Regions from separate parts of the Sus scrofa genome. Here all the other regions are linked to region 1. A link is a contact called in public HiChIP or PLAC-seq and promoter capture Hi-C data. All regions are on one chromosome and are shown on one strand. The core of a region is the stretch at or near the end of the contact, and the rest is flanking DNA. Distances in the headings are between cores, read along the strand shown.

Region 1 (2,699 bases), core at 84-2,583:
CCCGAGTTTATTCCAGCAAGGAAGGGCGCTACCGAGACGAGTACCATCCCTCGAGGCACCGGGATCTGGGGCTGCCAAGGGTGGGCTGGAGGGAGTTGGTACGGGAAAGACTGTCACGGAGCCGGGTGACCTCCGAACCCCCGGGCGCAGCGCCGTATTTCTACCTGGCCACCGCCGCATTTCCTCCCGGAGCCTCACACAATAAGTGAAGTAAGTTTTGAGAACGCCGGTCTAGCGACGTCTCTGTCGGCAAACACCGCACACAATGCCTTAGGGCTTCCTTCCTCGCCAGCCGTTCCGGAAAGCTCCAGCGCCAAAGCCGGGAGCCCCTCACACCCACAACGTGGCGCGCCCGCACCCCAAAGTCCTGCAGGAAGAACTTGCCCCCGATATATGTTTCCCAAAAGAAGTAAGCACGCTTCACTCTCCAAGAACGGGAGGGTACATAACCTTAATACAATTCCAACTCTCCTTCAATCTCTAATCCTAATTCACCTACCCCTTCCCCCAAAAAACGTGGATATACTCATCGCAATGTTCTTGGAAGCGAAGCAATACTTTCAACTCTGCTGGGGTTTAAGTTCACGCGTCAACTTCGCGACCCGCGCTCACCTACACTCCCGGGGCGCCCTGGACCCCACGGTGGCAGGCGCACCTCTCCCCCGCCTCTCCTGCCCCAGGTACCAGGCGCAGCCAGGCCCTTGCCAAGCCCAGAGGCTACAGAGGAGGCGGGAAGGGGGGCGCGGAGACGCGCCGGGCGGGGGTGATCCCGAAACTCGAGCGTGCCGCCGCGCGTTCCCAGTGCCCCCGAACCCCAGCTCCACCCGGGGCCCGCTCGGTCCGTCGCAGTGGGGAAGCTAAAAGAAGGCACCGATTCTCCAGAGACGCCAGGACCAAGGCCCGGAGCGCCCAACATGTCCGTGCCTATCCCCGGAAAGCTCCCGGGTGTGCCCAGCGAAGGGGGGCAGGGAGGCTCCAGAAACTTTCCCACATGCCTTTCCACTCTCCCCATCACCCTCTCCTCTTCCCGGGACCCCCAGCTCCCCTCTGCACTGCAGCAGCTGGTCCTGCCCCGGACGCGCGGAGCCCGGCGGCGGCGCCAGAGCGGCGGGAGTTACCTGCAGGGAAAGTTTCCAGCTCCTCCGCGCTGCTCCCCACCCCCAGGGCCGGGCCTCGGGGCGCGGCCAGCTCTGCGCTCCGCGGCTACCTCTCCTCCGACTCCCAAGGCGGCCGCTGCTCCCGCAGCTGCCACAGCTAAGGCTGCGCTCCCGCCCGTCCCCCCTCCTCGCACAGCCCACAGCCGGGCCTCATTGGCAGCGCGAATCCCCGCCCTTGCGCGTGTTCCCGAAGGCACCTTCCTCTCGCGCGCCCGCCCGGGCCGCGCCTCCCGCGCCCCTCCCAGCCCTGGGCTGCGGCAGCTCCTGGGACCCGCTGGGGTGCGGTGCGCGAACTTTCTATAGGGTCCCCCCACCCCCGACCTTCCCCCAGTGGGGCTAGGCCCCCGATGCTTCGCTTAGGCCCCTCCAGGATTGGATCAAGATGGGTGATAATCTTTTTTTCAACCTCTACAAATCAGTGAAGTGGCCCGGCCTCCCCCCTCCTTGCTGCTTTTTGAAAGCAGCGGAGGAGGACATATGGGAGCAATTAACCAAGCTGAAATTTTGGTGGATGCTTTAGGGTGACTTGTGTGGCTTTCTTGAATTTTCTCTGCCTCACTTAACTACACACCACACACACGTGCGCGCGCGCGCTCAAACATTCACTTTCTGGAGCAAGATTGAGTTCAGGCAGATGGAAGGTGTAAGGGGCATCTCGCCTGCTGTGTCTTTTTCTTTCCCAAATGCGAATTAGGGACTTTCAGGAGCCCGTGATTGCCTCCTGCGCCCCTGGGACCAGGTCCCAGAGCCTCCAATCGCTCTGGGGTGGCCCTGTGTTGTTCTGTGCTGTATTTACGCAGGGCCAACATCGTGCTTGTATCGGCGGGAGGAGGGAGGTATGGAGGTAGGAGAAACACAAAGATGCTATTATTGTTTCGGTTGGCAGCAGTAAATTAAATTACCAAGTTTCTAAAATGTATTGTTATACCCTAGCAGAGGAAAACCAGGATAGGGCCCAAAGATTCTGGAGTCCCCCCAAGATCCCAGGCAAGCAATTCAGGCTGGGGGGCTCGGCCCAGTCCACACCCGAAGCCCTTTAAATCAGCCTTGGTCACGGAGGGATCAGCTAAGACTGTTGCTGCCTTGCATGGCCTGTGGGAATCGTGCACCGGTCACCCAGATAATGTGTCTGGAGCAGGGAATACAGAAGTTGCTATAAATGGATTTATTGGCAACCCCTAACCTTATGTGGCAAACCCGCCTTTAAAGACAACTGTGTTTTAATCAAGTTCCCCCATAAAAACTTCAACCTCACGCAGAGCTTCCCAATATAAAGATTCCTAGTAAGAGGAGAGTCCATATGTAAAGTTCCTGTGAAAAGGGACAGGAAGTAAAATGACATACAATCTCTTTACATAAATAAAAGATGACTGAAATTTGCTGGCTTTTTCACCCACAGTTTTAAAGGCTTGATTATTACTGTCCTGATATTTGAACAGTAAACATATCAGCAGCCTTGAAGTCGTCCTGAAACAAAGCAGGATATGAATATTTAAAACATAAACTTACTAAACCAGAAAAGCTATTGACTTATTTCTTCAC
Region 2 (2,699 bases), core at 58-2,557, 64 kb after region 1:
AACCAATTCGTTTTTGTTGCCAATATTAACAACTTTTTTTTGGATTACTAAAGGAGACGACATACTAATCAACAGTCCAACACCATCAAACTCTTCTGGCAGATATAATAAAACCCTTTTTACAATGACTGATGATGTTTTTGGATCCTTCTGAAGTTTGATTTTTTTTTTTAAAAAGGCAAGTTTCTCCACAGAGTCAGAAGGATATAAACTGGGCTGCCAGAGCTGAGCCATCTTTGCTCCACAACAAGCAGGGCTCCCGGCAGACATGTGCTTGGGGAGAAAGCAGACGCTCCCTTTGATCTGTTAAAGTCTCTCCAGAAATACACGAGGGCTGATACCTTGTGTGCAGTCTCAGAGCAGAAACTCAAAGTTTTTGGATGATCCAAAGAAAGCAGCTCCTTCCAAAAAGAAAGCAAGTTTTAAAGAGGCATGCATTGGGCACATTGTTGACAAAGTTCAAATTCTCCACCTCATTGCACAACCTTCCATTTAGTTTTCTGGTAGAGGCGAAAGTTTAAAACAGTGGTGAGTCGTCTGTGGTCAGGAGCCTGCCTCGCTTCAACAAGCATCAGGAAATGTACTCCATGTTGCTATTTCTCAAATATGTACAAACATCAGTGCTAAATTTTTCATCACATGTCTAATAATAATATCATTAGAATTATAAAAAGAATATTAAAAATCATACTAACAATCAGCATATATTACATTTTACTCTGTGCCAGGCACGGTATCAAGTGTCGATGTGCCTATCTTGGAGTTGGTATTATTATTAGCCCCATTTTATAGATGAGGACACCGAGGTTGAGAAAAATAATTTGCCCAAAGTTACGGAGTTATTTATTTAGCTTGGTAGATCTAGTATTTGAATCCAGGCAGTGTAAATCCAGAGCCTGAGAGCTTAACCTCTGATAAAAGCTAACATTATGGAGCATGCCCACCGTGTGCTAGGCAGCACTGTTCTGTGCTATTATTATCACTTTGCAGATAAGGAAATAAAGTGGTAAAAAACTTGCCCAAGGTGACACTGCTATCAAGGGTGGAGGTCAGATTTAAACCCTGTCACTCTGATCCTAGACTTTGAGCACTTAATGTCTAAGTTTGTTCTACTGGTTAGAATATACATATTTCTTATAGGAGTTAATACAAGTATTTTCATTTTGAACTCTGAAAAGATGGGATCCGAATTGCCTGGCCTTAATCGGTTATTCTAAGGAAATGGCTGCCCTTCATTGCTTAGGTAGTCTCAGGATTATTTTGCAGCCAGCTGGATGGTTGGATTTTTTTGCTGGTTTATACTACCCTCTAGTGGTTCATAGAAAATTCTGATGATACGGCAATTTGATGACAAAGAAATAGAATGAGGTCTGTTAAGAGGATTCCTTTGAAACATAAATGTAAGTCATGAACATGAATTGATAGTATTTGTACTTTCAGTATTTTCTGACTAAGAAAAATACGTAAAGACAAAAAGCTACTATGAATTAAGTACCTCTTTATGTGGATATATTTTTATTAATGTCAAGAGTATAGATATACATGCAGATAAGATATGCATGCATACGTGTGTGTATATGTGTGTGTTTGTGTGTATGCATCATCCTGTTTCCAATGTATAGTTATATGTACCTATATGTTCACATAGATACATATATACATAAATGTGTGTGATTTATTAATAATTTACAAGTCTTAGCTATAGACAATGTTTGGAGTACACTGATGTCTTTGAAAGCCTCACGACAGCTCTTGAGCTATCATTTCAACCCAATCACAAGCAAGGGGTTCTGAATTAACACAAAATCTTAGATTAACCAGAATATTCTCCAGCCAGGTATAGGGTCTCCTTCCCTGGTGGTCTGTTTAAGAGGAAATCCTGCTACATGAGTACATCACAGCCTTACTCAAGCCTCTCTTATCCCCCAGTCTCCAACTCTGGGTGACCTTAGGAGGTGGAAGGGCAGTGGGAACAATCTTTCCTTGGTACACATAAAAGATACACCATTTAAAGAGAATTTTAAAACAATACAACCAACTTCAAAATGGCCTGCTTTTTATTATCACCATTAGCTGGCTATTTTATTTTATTTTATTTTATTTTATTTTATTTTGCTTTTTAGGGCTGCACCTGTGGCCTATGGAGGTTCCCAGACTAGGGGTCTAATTGGAGCTACAGCTGCCAGGCTATATACCACAGCCACAACAATGCCAGATCCGAGCTGTGTCTGCGACATAAACCACAGCTCACGGCAATGCCGGATCCTTAACCCACTGAGCGAGGCCATGGTGGAACCCACAACCTCATGGTTCCTAGTAGGATTTGTTTCTGCTGTGCCATGACGGGAACTCCCCAGCTGGCAATTTTAAACACTGAGAATGATAACATAATTCTAAAATTTTTTTTTGGTCTAAATTCTAAACAACTACTTTGATTTCTTTTCGTTTTAATCACACATACACATTTGCAATGAACACATTTGTGTTACTTATCCTCTCATAAACATTGTGTTCTTTATTATAGAAGTTAATCTGGAGAATTTCCAGTTATGCAGTTGGCCTATGACACAGGCCGACTAAGCTACCAGCTTTTTTTCAAGAGTAAGTTCATGATAAATTGGAATCATTAAGCCTCAATTTGGGTATAGCTGACCCACATATTCCTGAGTCAAACTGTAGATTTGAAAGAATCAGTGATA
Region 3 (2,699 bases), core at 102-2,601, 46 kb before region 1:
TCCAACAGCTCCAGCTCCAATTTAACCCCTAGGCCCTTAGGCCAGGGAACTTCCGTATGCCACAGGTGTGGCTCTAAAAAGCAAAAACTTTTAAAAAAATAAAAAATAAAGGAGTTCCCGTCGGGACTCAGTGGTTAACGAATCCAACTAGGAACCATGAGCTTTCGGGTTCGATCCCTGGCCTTGCTCAGTGGGTTAGGGATCCGGCGTTGCCGTGAGCTGTGGTATAGGCTGCAGACGCAGCTTGGATCCCGAGTTGCTGTGGCTCTGGAGTAGGCCGGTGGCTACAGCTCCAACGGGACCCCTAGCCTGGGAACCTCCATATGCCGCGGGAGCAGCCCAAGAAATGGCAAAAAGACCAAAAATAAAATTAAAATTAAAAAAAATAAAAAATAAAAAAAAGAATAAGGCATTTAAAATCCTCAACACGGTGGTTTGCATATGATGATACATGTCACAAATGCTGATGGCTGCTATGAAAATAAGGTTCACAGCCTTGAATTTCTTTGGTAAGCCTTTCTAAAGGAAAGTCCTATTACTTTAATACTTTAAAGTCTTATTAAATCAGCACTGTTAAGTCAAAGGAGCCCCCAAATGAAACAATAAATTATGAAGCTCTACATGAAAGAATATAAGCCTTTCAAATTGACTAGGTTTGTTTTGTTTTGAATTAGACCTTCGGTGAATTCTTGGCAGCATGTGGGAGGAAATCATGAGTGCTATAAAGACTCATTGGCTCAGCACCCATTTACTCAAAATTGCTATGTCAAAGTTGCAGCTGGAGAAGCAAAGACCAGCAAGACTCTGCCTCTGGGTCCAAACCATGGCAAGTGATACATGTCCCAGGGGTGGATAAATGAAAGGCTATCCTTTGAAGGGTCTGGATAAGCGAAAGGTTATCCTGAAACCTCCAGGAAAAAAAAGGTCTCAAACTAGTAGGTCACAGATACTCTGCCTGGCCCACCTGCTTTGTTGTAGTTTCTGAGTTAGGTTGCCAGCACTCCAAAATTAAGAGGTCATCCATAAACATAAATGTTCCAGCTTCTCTTAGACACTTGGGCGTGCCAGCAGCCTTGAGCCCCCATTCCCACAGTGGAGGGTTGAGTCTGTGACAACCCTCCACTACTCCCTAATTAACCCCAACATGGGGGTGGGGGGGGCAGGGGCTGAGGATCAGCCCTCACCATCAGCTCACTCCCTCGATGGCCTGGGATCCCACTTGTCTTTGCCCACTCCACCTGAGAATAATCCAGCAGCTTCCTAAGAGCTTGGGCCCTGGAGCTGACTCCTGAGCTGGCACCTCTCTGGTCGGCCACAAACCAGCCATGTCATTATCTTAGGCAAGTAATTCATCTCTGCGTTTCCTATCTGCAAACCCGGGGTATTAATAGTATTTGCCTCAAAGGGCTGGTGTGAGGGGAAATGCGTCGTTACCTGCCAAGAGCCTCATACATAGCAACTGCTCTATAAATATTAGATGTTATTACTCTCTGGCCCCTGAGGGCGTGTCAGTTGCAAACTTGTGTCCTAGAGCTTTAGTATTCTAAAGTTACCTACTCAATTATTTTATGATCCACAAGAAAATGGCATATGGTGAAAGCTATTCAGATAGAACAAGAATTATGGGACCCACAGACACAAAGGACAAATACACGATTTCACATATACGAGGTACCCGAAAGAGGCAAAGTCACAGAGACAGCAAGGAGAATAGAAGTTAGAGAGACAGGGGGAAGTGGAGAACAGGCAGTTGGTGTTTAAAGGGTACAGAGTTTCTCATGGGAAAGATAAAAAAGACCTGGAGATGGGTGAGTGAAGACTGGGCAACACTGAATGTACTTAATGCCACTGAACGAAAATTGTTAAAATGTAAATTTTGTTATGTATACTTTAGCACAACTTCTTTTTCCTTTTTTTGTCTTTTTGCCATTTCTTGGGCCACTCCCGCAGCATATGGAGGTTCCCAGGCTAGGGGTTGAATTGGAGCTGTAGCCACCGGCCTATGCCAGAGCCATAGCAACACCAAATCCGAGCCGCATCTGTGACCTACACCACAGCTCACAGCAACGCCAGATCCTTAACCCACTGAGCAAGGGCAGGGATCGAACCCGCAACCTCATGGTTCCTAGTTGGATTCGTTAAACACTGAGCCACGACGGGAACTCCTAGAACAATTTCTTTAAAAAAGAAATGAATTTCTAGAACTGACAAAATTCGGCCCACTGCTGTTTGCTAGAATAAAGTTGCTAATGATACCAAAGACCCCAAATATACTATAAGTTCACATTCTCAAAAGCCAACTACTGCATTTCCCACAATGGTTTAGGAAAAACCGAATTAACTGTTTTAACAGCTGTGCAGCACAAACAACAGTGGGCCTTCTTCTCAATCTGGAGGCCTCGTGGGGATGCATCTGCAGCAAATGCAGTTAGGAGGCCGGTGGGATAGGCTTTGAATACCTGTCTACAGCAGTCGGGCTGTTCTTCCTTCATTATAAAATGCTCCACATGGACACCTCATTCTCTCTTTTCTCTCAAAAATATACAAAATGGGAAGCTTCCTGCCAATACCTGCAAACTTCTGTCCTAGAGCTTTGAACTGTGGGATGCCGGGCAACAGCGACAGGAGGTTTTAATCTCCAGGCCCGTTCTATAATAGCATCCAAAATGCACACACACAACAAGAGTCCTGCCAGGCTA

What was found. Promoter capture Hi-C pulls out the DNA fragments that hold promoters and counts their contacts. HiChIP or PLAC-seq counts read pairs in DNA pulled down with a chosen protein or histone mark.
Region 2: a contact with region 1 is called in a promoter capture Hi-C map of liver, with 7 times the contacts expected there. The contact joins the enhancer-like site here to the promoter of TANC1 in region 1. A contact is called at or near these places in 1 of 5 promoter capture datasets (liver) and 8 of 47 Hi-C or Micro-C datasets (alveolar macrophages, embryonic fibroblasts, fetal heart ventricle and 3 more).
Region 3: a contact with region 1 is called in an H3K27ac HiChIP or PLAC-seq map of skeletal muscle. The contact joins the enhancer-like site here to the promoter of TANC1 in region 1. A contact is called at or near these places in 6 of 47 Hi-C or Micro-C datasets (embryonic fibroblasts, fetal heart ventricle, fetal skeletal muscle and 3 more) and 1 of 2 datasets of contacts at active chromatin or transcription factors (skeletal muscle).

Annotation. Positions count from the first base shown.
Region 1 is chr15:65,918,802-65,921,500 of Sscrofa11.1, reverse strand. TANC1 (protein TANC1) reads right to left here and starts at 1,333. Exons shown (of 26, transcript XM_021074763.1): 1 at 1,119-1,333.
Region 2 is chr15:65,854,954-65,857,652 of Sscrofa11.1, reverse strand. LOC110256997 (a long non-coding RNA gene) reads right to left here. Exons shown (of 3, transcript XR_002339107.1): 3 at 1-401. Among named protein-coding and RNA genes, the nearest start is that of DAPL1, 60 kb to the right of the region's middle. Within about 2 kb of position 1,307, at least 12 of the 83 cell types and tissues checked have an H3K27ac peak or open chromatin away from gene starts, as enhancers often do. A contact at or near this core is called in embryonic fibroblasts and liver, where this site is marked.
Region 3 is chr15:65,964,888-65,967,586 of Sscrofa11.1, reverse strand. All of the region lies in intron 1 of TANC1 (protein TANC1), which reads right to left. Among named protein-coding and RNA genes, the nearest start is that of TANC1, 46 kb to the right of the region's middle. Within about 2 kb of position 1,351, at least 6 of the 83 cell types and tissues checked have an H3K27ac peak or open chromatin away from gene starts, as enhancers often do. A contact at or near this core is called in skeletal muscle, where this site is marked.